Regions from separate parts of the Rattus norvegicus genome. Here region 1 is linked to region 2. A link is a contact called in public Hi-C data. All regions are on one chromosome and are shown on one strand. Each heading gives the region's core, a stretch centred on a gene start, on an enhancer-like site or on the middle of the called end of the contact. The rest is flanking DNA. Distances are from core to core; before and after follow the strand shown.

The links. Hi-C and Micro-C count contacts between places; a contact is called where the count stands out from the background.
Region 1: a contact with region 2 is called in a Hi-C map of prefrontal cortex, with 3 times the contacts expected there. The contact joins two enhancer-like sites. A contact is called at or near these places in 2 of 12 Hi-C or Micro-C datasets (frontal cortex and prefrontal cortex).

What each region holds. Positions count from the first base shown.
Region 1 is chr14:34,363,045-34,370,663 of GRCr8, forward strand. Rasl11b (RAS-like family 11 member B) reads right to left here. Exons shown (of 4, transcript NM_001002830.2): 4 at 5,985-7,367. The coding sequence ends at 6,897. It also overlaps a transcript of Scfd2 not described here. Among named protein-coding and RNA genes, the nearest start is that of Rasl11b, 6.4 kb to the right of the region's middle. Within about 2 kb of position 3,952, at least 28 of the 93 cell types and tissues checked have an H3K27ac peak or open chromatin away from gene starts, as enhancers often do.
Region 2 is chr14:34,297,310-34,304,119 of GRCr8, forward strand. The region is part of intron 5 of Scfd2 (sec1 family domain containing 2); the gene reads left to right. It overlaps LOC120096744 (U6 spliceosomal RNA), which reads right to left and starts at 4,226; the gene lies at 4,120-4,226. Within about 2 kb of position 1,327, at least 17 of the 93 cell types and tissues checked have an H3K27ac peak or open chromatin away from gene starts, as enhancers often do.

The DNA of each region.
Region 1 (7,619 bases), core at 2,702-5,201, 68 kb after region 2:
CCTCCCAACTTGAGTAATGGGTGTCTGAAACGGGACAAAGCAGAAAACCAGTTTCTAGCTTGGACTAACAGGAAGATGAAATAAAATGTAACCAAGGCATGGCTATACATTTTACTTCTCTATTAAATGCTGTCATTTTAGGGGAGAAGAAAAAAAACGACTGAACTTGGAATCATTTTCAGATGCTGCAGCTCAGTTTTAGAGACCAGATGTTCGTGCTCATGCCCAGTCGTTCTATACCTGCACCAAGTCTCTGCCGCTGCTGACTGCGAGGCGGCTCCTTTTTCAATCCCACGAATCTAAAAGTCTTATATTTGAATAAGGGGAAAATGTAAACAAATTATCTATAAGGAGAGATAAGCACTTCCTAAAATAAAGAAATTGAAAGTGTCAGTATGACTCAAAACCATATTCATCCAACCATCCATTCTCAAATTTGAGTGGGAACCCAGGAGAACATTCCAGATTCTGAGCCAGGCTCATGGCGAGCCAGCCACTACTGTGGCTCCGTGGCACTCTCAGGATGAACAGCCTCTGCTTTGCCTCAGGCCTGGGTCTCTTGTGGATTTCTTCTCCTGGTTAAGTTTCTCATCATGTGTCTACATGCAAAAGAAGTCTGAGAACATAGAACCAAACTGCTAACTAGTGGTTGCCTCTGGAAGACACATCAAGTGGGAAGTTAGGAAGGGGGCGGGTACTTTCAGCTTTTTACCCCAAGGGTCTGTTAGTGTATAGGTTTTGTGAGTTTAGTAGTTTATCTTGGCAAGTTGTTTCTTACCTAGTAAAAGCGTATTCAGAGGTGTCCACTATTACCATAATAGGATAAAGTTACTGGTTATGTTAGCGTTCTAGAATATTCTGACACAGCAGTAAGTAGGACCATAGCTGATGTCTGGGTAGCTGGGAGAAGCATGAAAAGTTTAGTTCCCCATGTCTGCAGCTGCTGGTTGGAAGAGCTGGGCCAGTGGGACAGTCAGGGGATAGAAAGCTTTGGACATCAGTGAGCTGGAGGAAGTCGGCGATAACCAGTCTGGTTTGAAGAAGACTTGAGGAAAACTTGGTTTTGGTCCCACCAGTGGCCATCAACAAGAAAGAGAACGTGGAGGACGCGGGCAGTGGAGCCTGTGCCAGTCTGGGGCACTCTCAGGTTTGTGCTCGATTTCTAGATGAGGGAAGGATTAGGAGGGTGCTAAGAAGGCCCCTGCCCATGCGCAGGAACCATGGGCCAGGGCTGTGGGGCTCTCTCTGACTTTATGTTCCAGTTGCACCTCTCAGAGCACTGTGGTTATCCAACCATGCACCAACATTTGTGAACTAGATGGTGCCGGTGCCTCCTTCCCAGAGGGCTGCCAGGGAGTCTACTAGGATGGCTGGTCCATAGCCCTAGGAAGCATGGATGCTCCTGCTGAGGGCACCAGTCAGTTACCTCACAGAGTGACAATGCATCGGCACGGCAAGGGGAGTAAGCGAAGAGTGACGTCAGAGCGAAGAGTGATGTCAGAGCGAAGAGTGACGTCAGAGCGAAGAGTGATGTCAGAGCGAAGAGTGATGTCAGAGCAAAAAGTGACAGCAGAGTGAAGAGTGACGGCAGAGGCATTTCTGCAAAGAAGAAAAATGGAGAGGAAATAAAGTCTCCTTCAGCCCAGGCCATTCAAGCAGAAGGCCAGTCAGGAACACATTTCCCAAGTCTGGTAGTTCATTTGTCTGGTCTTGGCTGACCATGATTAGATGCCAGGAGGCCATGCTACTCTGGGTGACAGTGCAAATTAAGAGTGACTATGCATCTAATACTTCGAATATGGACCAGGGTATGCTGCTCAGTGAATGGCCCCTTGTTCGCCAGCATTCTGTCACCGAGACAAAATACCTGAGAATGTCAGCTCACAGGAGGAAAACTGATCTTAGCTCACAGTCTTGGGGGTGTCAGTTCACAGGCACTTGGCTCTGACGTTTCTGTGCCCGTGAGAGACAGAACAGCATCCATGGCAGAGAATATGTAGAAGGGAAGACCTGTTTGACTCATGAGAGCCGGGAGCTTGAGGAGGATTTGGAGGAAGGAGAAAGTTCATACTTAGGATGCAGCCCAGTGACCTACTTCCTCTGAAAAGTCCAGTTCTCACTGCATCCCAGTGTTGTAGTATGGAGGGAGTCGCTCAATAGCTTAATCCATTAGTGAAATCAAGCCACTCGTGGTCCAGTTACCTCCTCCCTGGAACCCCTCCTCTGTGTGCTGCTGCATTGAAGACCAAATTCTCAACCCATGAGCCTTCGGAAGAGGTTTTGTATCTAAATATAACAATGTCTAAGAAGCATCACTACTAGTGTTGAATGTCGGAGAATGTCATTAATGCCAACCAGAAAACAGTTATGTTTTCCTCATCAGTTCTGTTATCCTCAGTTACTGTTCACCATTTTCACAGTGTCTAGGTGTCTGCCTTTTAAAGGGACCTCCTCAATATTAGATGCGTAGTCACTCTTAATTTGCACTGTCACCCAGAGTAGCATGGCCTCCTGGCATCTAATCATGGTCAGCCAAGACCAGACAAATGAACTACCAGACTTGGGAAATGTAGCCACCTGAAAGGCCCAGCTGAGGAGCTGAGCGCCAGCGCCTCACAGACCTGAGTCTATTTACCACCTAAACCTGCTGGCCAAACCAAAGCAAGCATACACAGACCACTCTCCGGCCTCGGGCCCTGCAGCTACTTTTTATATAAACAGTTGAGAGCAGGGTAAATGCTTTGTGGCAACTGAGGTCTGCTCCTTTTGGAATCCTGTCCCTGTAAACATAGAGTGCAGTCGGTGTTTGGAAGTACTCCACGCAGAGGGTCCGGCCCTACGCAGTTAGCTGTTTGTGCCAAGGCCCCTACAGTTACAGTGGCATTTCCCTAGCAAAGAATTCCATACCCTGTCCCCCAGACCACTATTGTTTCTTCTTACCCTGGTTACCAGACATGGAATCTCAACAACAAATAGTCCAATATTACAAATGTCGTCTGTTAGCTTGCCCAAGAAACATCAAAACGCTCTGTCACTGCTCTTAAAGGAACTTCTGAAAACCAGATGGTGGAGGGCACAGGCCCTGTCAGAAAGAGCGGGGGCTTTTAACAAATAACGTTAGTCCCATTCTCTTCTCCAGTTCAGGAACACATGAGGGCAATAAGAACTTGCTGAAACCGTCTTTCTTTAGACTTCCAGAGAAGTACCAGACAGCTTTCTGGGTTCTTTACTGTAAACAGGCAAGTGCTTCCCTGCTGGGCTGTTACCCTACCGGAGGTTCTGGGAGTTCTCCACAGCTGGGTGCTTGCCATCTACTCCACTAAGCAAGACCATGCGCCAACCGCCCCACTGTGGGGATCCGCCCACAGCCGCTCCCTTGCCCAGATTGATCTTTTCCCTCTTGGGATAAAAGATCGACGCTGAAATCTCTGCCCCCCTCCATGTTTTTTATAAATAAGGGGCTCTCTATAAACACAGCGATAGCCCCTAAAGCTTGGGGTTCTGGGCTGCTGGACAGGCAAACCTTCTGGAGCTGGTTGAAGGCAGTTTTACAGCTCCCCTCCCTCCCTCCCTCCCACCCCCTCTGCCACTATGCAACCAGGCCAGGCCCAGCCTAGGGCTGCAAATGGTTTTGATTTGAGGCTGGGAGGAAACTAGAGAGCCAGACATCAAGACAGACGTGGGTTGGGCTCTGAGACAGACCGGCTGGGAGGCAGCCCCTCCAACCTGGGCATCTTTATTACCGAAGGGGGCTGGAGGCCAAAGCAGCCAGCAGCCTCAGGCTAATGGTAACAGCAGATGTGGACCAGTTGCCAGGAGTCCTGGGGCCACGCAGTAACTCAACCGGTAGCAGAAGGGAGGTGGGGGAAGCTGGGTGAATGGGGCCAGGGAGGTAGGTTGGTCTGAGAAGGCCCAGAGCTACTGGGTCTGCGATGGGGGGCGGGGCATAAACTGGCATCAGTAGGGTCCAGGATTGGCTTCTTAAGAGCCCAGCCAATTCCTTCCTTCTGTGTATAGAATACTAAAGAGAGGGTGGAGTTGGTGTACAGAATGTCCTTGTTTCAAACATCTATTTCTGGCGCCCAATCAGTCAGTCAGTAAGTGAAGTAGGGTGCTGTTACTGGCTGGCCCTAAGCTAGCATAATCTCAAGGCCTTGGTTTCCTCATCTTAAAATAGCAGTGATATAGCCTCCCTCAGGAGTCTCCGAAAGATGAAGGAGGGCATGTGCAACCTGAATGTTGTAACTACTCAATAAACCCTCTCCTCCGCCGCCATAGCCCGGCCTAGAGGGAGAGGAGATTGTTTCTCAGGCCAGAGACATCCACTGGGGAGGGTAAGTAGAGAGATGCTAGTATTGAGACAGATGAGATTAATGAAACCTTGCACCAAGCCTATGCTGAGAACACAGCTGCTCCTGAATTACAAATAGTCAGTCCCACCTGAGAAGGTCAAGCTCGCCCAAGACGGCAGCCTAGATTAGACTGGGGTGGTTCCCGCCTGAGATTCCCAGAGATCACTCCCTCTGCCTTCTCCACTTCATCCCTCTGTAGCAGAAAGACCTGCCTAGGTGAAGTGAAAGGCTGAGTCTACTCAGAGGTCAGGAGATGAGAGGCAGTCATTAGTGCCAAGGGCAGGAGATGAGAGGGCCCAGGCACACCCACCAGGCTGCAGAGGCTGGACAGAGTCCTACAGAGATCCTTGTGGCTGAATGGTAGGGAAGAGGAAGCAGGGGGCAGTAAGAAATGGAAGTCTAGTTCCTCTCAGTCTTGTGCTACAAAAATCAACCCTGTCCAGAGTTTCTTGTCTTTATTGCGGAGCACGGGGTAGCCGAGGGTAAGTGAGCAAAGAACTGCTCACTTGTGCAGTGCTAACAACCACACAGGAGGAAGACAAGCTGAGTGGGTAGCCTGTCTCTGCCCTTGTACTGTCTCCATTGTCTGTAGGCACCATTTCCCACCATGCTGCCAACACACACCCTTCTCAGGGGTGAGCTTAGGTTAGCTTTGAAGAGGTTTAAAAAAGAAAGCCTCAAGTTCTACATATAACAGAGCAAAGCTCTCAGAAGGTCACTGTCAAGAGCAGTCAGATGGTCCCCTGGGAAAAAAGTGAGCTTAAATAGCCCAGCCCCTATCACCAGACTCCCAGCACACCCCACTGCTTTGCCTATGTGGCAGGATACATCTTATATATGAGGCATGATGAAGAAGTAACACTGAATATTCAAGACACTGACTTTATGTGGAAACCTAAACCCTGCTTTTCTTTATTTATGAAATCCTGTCAGCCCTCCCACACACCACCTTGCAGGGTTATCTGGAGAACTAGCCAAGAGCAGTATGAAGGGTGCCGCTCAAATGGAAGAACGATACCCTGCCCACAGAGATGGAGACTCCTGAGTTTGCAGGCAACGTCTTCCAGGCTCCAGTGGCAGCAGAAGAGAGGTCTGCCAGCTGTGGCACACGTGTGTGACAATAGCTCCATGGGAACAGCCCCTGAACAGCTCCAGACCCACAGCTCTAAGCTCTTACTATGAGAATAAAGTGTAGCTTGCGGACACAGCATGCCCCCAAAAGCTTCAGTAAGTGCGTCACGCATGAAGTGGCACTGCTTCTGTGGAGAGGCTTCATGCCCTCACAACTCTGCTGTGATGTGCAGACAGACAGACAGCTCTCTTAGGTTCACCCAGAAGACCATGAAGAAACGGAGACATACAACTCTGGAAGAGAAAGGCCAAATTACAAGTGACCATGTTTGCAGGTTGTAGACCTCACGCTATTGAATTTGCTCTGCCAGGATGTTTTGTACTGTGTAAAATGTGGACAATAAAATGTACCTCGCTGATCACATGCTGTGAGGCATAAGAGATTAGCTCCTGGAAGGCATATTCCCTGACTCAACTTGCTCAATAAACACAGGGTTCTAAAAGTCACTTCCTGGAAGACAGAAGGTAAACATTTCAATAAAGACCCAGTCAGATGTCTGCTCTTATCAAATGAGAGATTTATTGTACATAAAATAAATTAATGACAGTTTGAGCCAAAGCATAAACGGCTTCTTAAAGTGCATCTGTGTAGGGGATTTGGCAGGTAGCCTGCAGTCTGGTCACTCTTGAAGACAGCATTTTACTATCTCAGCCACCCAGCCACAACTCAGCCGGGCCCAGGAAGCAACCCAACGTCATTGCTATGGGTCGTTTACACAAACCACACCAGCATCAATTAACACTTTTTTCTGTACCTGATGCCACAGTTTAAAGAAAAAACAAAACAAAACAAAACACCAACACACGACTATACATCATCACAGTTGGGCAGCCCATGGGTGAGGTTTCCACAGCTACTCCACAAAGGTACCCATCCTGCGTCAGGAGATCCAGCACCTTGCCACAGACTGCAGCTCACAGGTGCCTGTACACTGAATATTTTGGTCTAAAATTTGACCTTTATGGGATGGGGAGAGTCCCTCTTTGTTCTTAAACCTGGATATCCTTCAAGTCGGAAAGGCATCCTATAGAGAAAGCATGTTGGAGGCACTGAGAAAAGCAAACCCCCTCCTCTTGGGAAAAAAAACAATGAAGGAGGGAGAGAAAGCCTCGTAAATGCTCACTGGTTCTCCCCACCCCAATCCACATACATGCTCTGGTGCACCTGACCATCACTTAGAAGGCAGTGAGGAACAAAAGCATGCCCCATCCCCACCTAAAGGATTGGCAGGTCAGTCCCACGTCTGTCCATCTGCCCTTACTCCCAGTGTTGCAGAATTCCAAAGGCCCCTTAGGCCCCTCTGCCTCTGCTCTTTCTGGAACCATGATCTGACATCCGCCTGCAATGGTCCCATCTAAGAAGAACCTCGGGCCCTCTGCCCAGAAGACCAAACCCCCTCCAGGAGTCGTGCCTCAGACAGATGTGACAGTCCTCACTTTGGCAGACAGAGCTTGCTTAAACCTCCTCTTCAGGTCTTGCATGTTGGGCGACTTGGGTCTGGGGATGAGCGAGGTTCTGCGCTTCTCGGGAGTGCCACTGGCCTGCTGTTTGGGGCTCACTTCTTTGCACAGGACATGGAAAGCACTGTAGACGTCGTTGTAGTTTTCACTGACAGACACTTCATAGAAGGAGCAGCCGAGCATGCTGGCCAGCTGCAGACCAAGCTGAGGGTCAACCTGCTTGACGTGCAAGAGGTCGGCTTTGTTGGCCACCACCACCACAGGCAGCCGAGTGCCCGGGTGGAGCTGCTGCACGTGCTGGTGGAGCTGGCTAATGAGTTCATAGCTCTTGTGGTCGGTGATGGAGAAAACGATGACGACGGCATCCGCCCAGCGAATGCAGCGGTTCAACTGCTCATTGCAGCTCAAGCCATTCTCGTGCACCTGAGGAAGTGGGAGAGCATGGTGAACAGTGGGCCCTGCACAGAGCTCCAGCTACCGCACATCCTCAATTCAAAAGGAGCCTTCGTCGTGATGGTGGGTTACGGGTCGTATTCTAGCCCCACGAGCTTCGGCTTTCTTAACAACATGTTGATCCAGCTGCTCCGAGGGAATAAATAACAGGGCAGCTCACCGCACTCAAGTGCGGAATGGACCTGCAGGAACTCCATGCAGAGCGACTTTGTAGTTGCACAA
Region 2 (6,810 bases), core at 77-2,576:
GCTCATGGGGAACGAAGCCTCTCACACAGGACTCTCGGGCACAGATGTCACATCCAGCTCATTGTGAGCAGAGTGAAGCAGCTGCCACCTCTACTGAAGCTCCAGGATCTGGCAGTGTTCCTCATGTGCTTGAAGAGAGGAGCTGAGCGCCAGTGCTACAGACCTATCATCTAGCACCAGAGGGGCTAAAGGGAAGAGATTTCATGGGGCCAGTGACATATGAGCTGGTCTAACAAGAAAAAGCATTTCCAAGAATAGGAACTGAGAGCCTGGTCTTGACCACTCCTCCATGGGAAAGCATGCTCATGCCTGTGCCTGTATTGTGCTGTGCACTCTTCCCATAACCCAGGGCCCTCTGTCCCTGTCTTTCTCAGCCCCGGTCTGCTTCTTATTCCTATAGGAAGCCCCTCTTCCCAGTGCCACACTGACCAGTTCCTGGCTAAGGCCTCCACCTAGGGACTCCGAGCATCCCTTCTGAAATCTGAACTCGCATAGCAGCACTTCCTGTCTCATGTCATTTCAACCACATGCCTCTTTTTAGCTGCAATTAGAAGCCCAGGTCATGAGAGCCCTTCCTGGTCTTCTTCAGATCAACTTGAAGTTTACCCTTTCTACAGTGAGAACATTAGACAGTCGGCAAACAGGGCCTGGGCCTTTATTTAGGGTTAAGTTTCTCTGCCAGGATCCCATGAGCCCAGATATGGGGTCTTGTAGCCCCCGACCTGAGACACTGCCACTCTGGAGAGCTACCTATTTCTGGGAGTCTGGGGTCACACACATTCATTATATAGAGGGCAGAGGTTGATGCTGGGCATCTTCCTTTACGTCTTTTCTTACTAAACTTCCTGTCTCCCCTTCCCAGCACCGGGATTACAATGTGAACCACTGCAGCCAGCTTTCCCTGGGTGCTGAGCACACAGAACTCAGGTCCTCGTGCTGTATGGCCAGCTAGCTACCTCTCCAGCCCCAGAGCAACCCATTTCTTAATCTGTGAATCGGCGGAATCTGTCCCTGAGGGTTAGGACTTGGTATGTGGCTGAGTGTAACGAGAGTGAGTAGGAGCCATCGTGGAGTCCTCTGACAGACTGATGAACTCTTTTCAGCTTCCTTCCCCACTGTGCTAATGCCACTGCCACTCACGCTGCCCAGGGAGTCCTCATGGAGAAAACCAGTGGATGGCGGCCTTTCTTGGGTTGGAATGTGTCTTGCCTGGTTGAGTTTGAATTCCTGGGCCAGCTGGGCTGGGGGCTGCTGTTACAGGAGAGCAGAGTGGCCTCTTTTTTGGCTCCTGGGGATATCTTTAATGCCACCCACCAATGGCAGCATGCCTCACTATCTGTGTGCGCCAGGGTGAGACATATGGCGTATTTTACCAAATGTGTGTAGATCTGGATAGGAAGAGAAGCTCTTCGCTGGTACTTCCTTATTTGGCCATTGCTCCTTGCTGTCTTCCCAGCTTACACTTCTGTGCTCATTTTTCTTTCTTCCCTTCATGCCTTTGAGTGGACTTCTGGGTCCTCCATCAGCTGTCATCCCATCACCAGCACTGACATACTCTGGTCCCACCCAGTCCTGACACTCGAGCACATGCTGTAAACACCTAGTACATGCCCTTCCTTCCTAGTCTTCCTCTCCTGGGACCCCATTTGGCCTACATAGTTATCTAGCTATACATTCTTTTTACAGACAGTATCATATAGCTACATGATGCAGAAACTGCTCCCACTTGTTGCTTTCTAACTTAAAATGCCTTCCCTCTCTAACCTCAGTTTCCATGGGTATAAAGTGGAGATAGTACCTATTTCTCAGGATTACCACGATTAGGATGAATAACTCTTACCTAAGGTTCACTGATGGCCAGTTAGTGTCTGCTGTCGCTTTCTGTCTAGTTGACTATATAGATTCTTTATTTATTTTTTAACCTTAAGTTGGAGGGCCAGTATTTAGAGCAGCTAGATAAAGTGAACAGAAAACAGCCCTAGAAGCTCAGGACAGTCCTCTGTTCAGATACACAGAAATGTCTAGCCTCTCAAATGCCCAATTAATTATCCTATATAAAGTGATACACTGTTTGCATACAGCCTACATATGGCTAGCTGCCTGCATATTTTAAGTAATCTCTAGATTACTCCTTAAACCCAGGCTAATGTAAATGCTATGCAGACAGTTGTTACACTCAACTTTTAGGGAGTAAGAAAAGCCCGCACATTATACATGTTCAGTATGGATGAGTTATTTTCCAGACTATCTTCTATCCACAGTCGGTTCAGTCCGCAGATGCAGAACCATCAGGTGATTGCAGTTCACAATGATGATTAGCGTCTTCTCTGTTCTGGGTCCCCCTCAGGGAAGCACGAAATCTGGCCTGTGCCAGAAAGAAGAGACTAGGGGCAGTGCCAGCCACCAGGGACTGCCCAGCGGTGCTGAAGATGCAGAGGCCTAGAGGGCATTCTGTTTCTCACAGTGAAGCTCACTAATTAACGTCACTGTCACCTGAACATGAGACGATTGAGTGGAAGAGTCAGGCCACATCTCCATAGTCCTTCCTGTGCTGTAAGCATGCTGAGTCCTGAGGCTGGGTGAGCTGCCTGCTCCTAGACAATCCAGTCTAGGCTGTGGTTAGTGTCTCACAGCTCAGTCCCCTATCAGTGTGTGCTTGCCGGCAATAAAAAATGTGTAAGTCTCCAAATAGCCCATCATGTAGGCTCAGCACAGCTTAGACGTATCTTCCTCCTGCTACTGTGTAAATTGGGACCATTTCACTATGTCTATGCTGTGCTTGCTATCATGACCCTAAATATGCCAATAAAAACTGCCACTGGAGAGCTTGGGTTCTGGCTCTAGCTGGCTACCTTAAAATAATGGGAGAGTTACTCGGCTTCTCTAAGTCTCATTGTGTGGAGAGGATTGGCAGTTCTCCTGCCCGCCACAGTTCTGAAGGGTAAATGAATGGACCCTTTGGGGAAATTAGAGCAGTGCCTCCATACAGTGAGGCTCTGTGTAACCTGCTTAGGCTCCTGAGGCTACAGAGGGAGTTCTAAGCAGGCACAGTGTTTGGCTGGTTTTGTTTTGTTTTGTTTTGTTTTTCTCAGAGCCATGACCCAGGGCAAGGACTGGGTAAATATTTGAACAGGATGGGAAGTTTAAAAGGCAGCTTAATCCTCAATTCTTTTCCAAAGTAATAAAAACCTTCCTTCCCAGAAAGTTGACCAATCTAGAATCCTCAGAGTCAGAGGGGACAGCGGTTAAGTCAGTGGTGAAGGGTTTTCATGGCCTCTTCTCTTGCTGGTGCTTTCTGGAGCCTGGCTTCTGCGCTCCCTTTGGTTGGTGACTCTGGCATGACAAAATCAAAGCTCAGTAGGGACCGATGACAATATAGCCAAGGGTAATGTGCCAACTTCCTTTGATGGTTTGGCATGATCAGGATTTTAATTTTTTTTCCTTTTTTTTTTTTTCATTTTCATTAACTTGGGTATTTCTTATTTACATTTCGATTGTTATTCCCTTTCCCAGTTTCCAGGCCAACATTCGCCTAACCCCTCCCCCTCTCCTTCTATATGGGTTTTCCCCTCCCCATCCTTCCCCCATTACCGCCCTCCCCCCAACAACCACGTTCACTGGGGGTTCAGTCTTGGCAGGACCCATGGCTTCCCCTTCCACTGGTGCTCTTACTAGGCTATTCATTGCTACCTATGAGGTCAGAGTCCAGGGTCAGTCCATGTACAGTCTTTGGGTAGTGGCTTAGTCCCTGGAAGCTCTGGTTGCTTGGCATTGTTGTACATATGGGGTCTCGAGCCCCTTCAAGCTCTTCCAGTTCTTTCTCTGATTCCTTCAACGGGGGTCCTATTCTCAGTTCAGTGGTTTGCTGCTGGCATTCGCCTCTGTATTTGCCGTATTCTGGCTGTGTCTCTCAGGAGAGATCTACATCCGGCTCCTGTCGGCCTGCACTTCTTTGCTTCATCCATCTTATCTAGTTTGGTGGCTGTATATGTATGGGACACATGTGGGGCAGGCACTGAATGGGTGTTCCTTCTGCCTCTGTTCTAAACTTTGCCTCCCTATTCCCTCCCAAGGGTGTTCTTGTTCCCCTTTTAAAGAAGGAGTGAAGCATTTGCGTTTAAAAATATGGAATGCTTCGTGAGTTTGCGTGTCATCCTTGCGCAGGGACAGTGTTAATCTTTTCTGTGTCGTTCCAATTTTAGTATATGTGCTGCTGAAGCGAGCACAGGATTTTATTTAACATGGCTTTGGCCTCCCTGTATCTCACTCTGTTCCTACTGTCAGGAAGGGACCAGAGGGCTCAGAGATGCTAACAATCTGTGAAATGCAGACCTGGTCAGCAACCTGTTGGGTGAACGACTGCTTTCCAGCCCACACATTCCAGGGCCATCCACTCACCAGCACAGGCAGCCTTGGGCTATGCAGTCATCTTCCCTCTGAGTTCTGCCCTTTCTTTCCTCTCTCTCTCTCTCTAGGGACTTTGTATACTAGGTCCCCTGGTGGCAAAGCCCTGGCTGCTCTGTCCCTCTCAGCCAGCCATTTAAGCTCTCACTCCCCTGGAAGCCCAAGGGATCATCTTACCTTCGCACTTGCTGCCTGTCTGTCTAGAAACTTTCCTTATGGCTGTCTGCAGCATGTGTCTACTCACTGAACAAAGGTCTTTCCGAAACTCTTCCTCCAAGAGACCCTTTGAAGCCTCATCTTCTCTCTTCTACCTCTACTACTTTAGGTGCAAACTTGCCGTGATATAGTTTGGTTCACTTGTTTGCTTATGTTGCTGTCTTTCCTCCCGGGTGGTAGAGTCTACCAAGTGCAAGAACTATTCCTCCAGTGCCTGGGACATTTTGTACTCCATAAATATGTGCTAGAAAGAAGGGATCAACCTACAAACACGTCAGGCTTTCAGGGAATGGATCCACCAGCACTGCAGGAAAGAATGTGAACAGGGGTGCATGGTGGTACGGAAGCAGATGTAGCAGGCAGTGCCTGTCCACTGCACAAGGGGAGCAGGCGCTGCTTGGAAGGTGACTGTAGGCTGAGGTTAAGGGCTAGCCTGACACTGACATCCCACAGTGGCATTCTCCAAAGCTGGGACAGGGAGCCTTGGCAGGTGGGCAGGACTCAGACTAGTAGAATACTAGACAGGAGTACAGGCAGAGAAGCAGGTCTTGCCACTGAGGTCCAGTTAACTTCCCAGGATGATCAGTCAGACCGGTGGCTCACCCAGATATTCAGAGGTGGAACAGTATCTCCTGCTGGGTAGTTCTTCCCTCAGAAACATTCACTGCTATTGCCCTCACTAGAGCTACAGGACCCCTGGGCCCACACTGAATGAATTGTTCACTGTGACTTCTGCCAGGAGTGTTCATCTGGTGAGGGTCAACTGAGTACCTAGGAAGAAGCCATGCCTCCCCAAAATCATCCTCCAGACAAACAGAAAACAACTTTGAGCAGACATGGGAGGAGTTAGAAGGGGGTTGTAGAAAGGCAAGAAAGCCGTGCAATAATGAGAGAAATTCTCAAATGTTTTTTAAAGGAATAAAATTGACATGATGCTGTTCAAAACTGGAATGTCAGGGTTTAAGGGATGTTGTTTTTTAATAAATGCCTAAGATACATCCTTATAAAAATTCAGCTCTGATGGTTGACTGTCGGTGACTATGGACAGAGTCTTAAAGCAGAAGTCTCCCATAATTCCAGATAAAACAACCCTAGATAGGTAATTGTATATTTCATACAACTACACACTGAGCACCTACATGTGCACAGCACAGACACTATGGTAGGACTTTGAAAAGTATCAGTTATTAAAACAGGCCTTAGTCTTTCCTGGCCATATCCTGTACTGCTATATTACACAGTCACCACCAGCCACAGACGGCCATTCACACCACTTAAGAGTAAATACGACTTAAATTGAGATGCCTCAGCCACAGTGGTAGAATTCCAGGGGCTCAGTTGACATCTTTAGCTGGTGGCTATTGTCAGGCAACAGATCCAGATTTTCCATCCCTGAAGAAAGTCCTATTGGACAATGATGTTCTAGAGCAGTGATTCCCAACCATCCTAATGCTGTGAGCTTTTAATTCAGTTCCTCATGTTAGTGGTAACCACGACCATAAAATGATTTCATTGCTACCTCATAACTGTAAATTTGCTACTGAATGAATCGTAATATAAATATCCAATATGCAGGGTATCTGATATGTGACACTTAAAGGGCTTGCGACCCACAGGTTGAGAACCACATTTCTGTAATGACTGCTTACAGTTGGTACCATGTTATTCTGTGTTTATTTATGTACATGCATGCCTCTACCTGGTAGACCGGAACAGTTTACCATATCTGCTGCATATCTGTTCAGGAACCTACTTTTGTCACTTACTCCGGCATGGACATCTTATTTTTTTTAGTCAGTAACAGACAAGCACATTCATTCTCTCTCCTAGTGATGGGTATTTGGCTGGTGTTGAAGTTTGACTATTATGTGATTGTTGTTGTCACTTAAATCTGGCTCTCTAGCCCTCTCTTACCAGGGATGTCCAGTGAGGTGACAGCCAGAAGGCCAAGCATACTCAGCACTCTCATGAGGCCTTCACAGATGTCCAAAAGCACACATCTCTGTCCTAGTCTCCAGAGCATCCTGCCTCCATCCGCCCCCTTTACCACCTGGACATGTAGAGCCCCAAAGTCACAGCCATTCACTCTAAGGAGGATTGTTTCAGTTTGTTTGTTTGTGCCACACCCCCCCAAATAAACACACCCACGAAGGCATGTACACATACACACACAGTGCACACACACAGTGC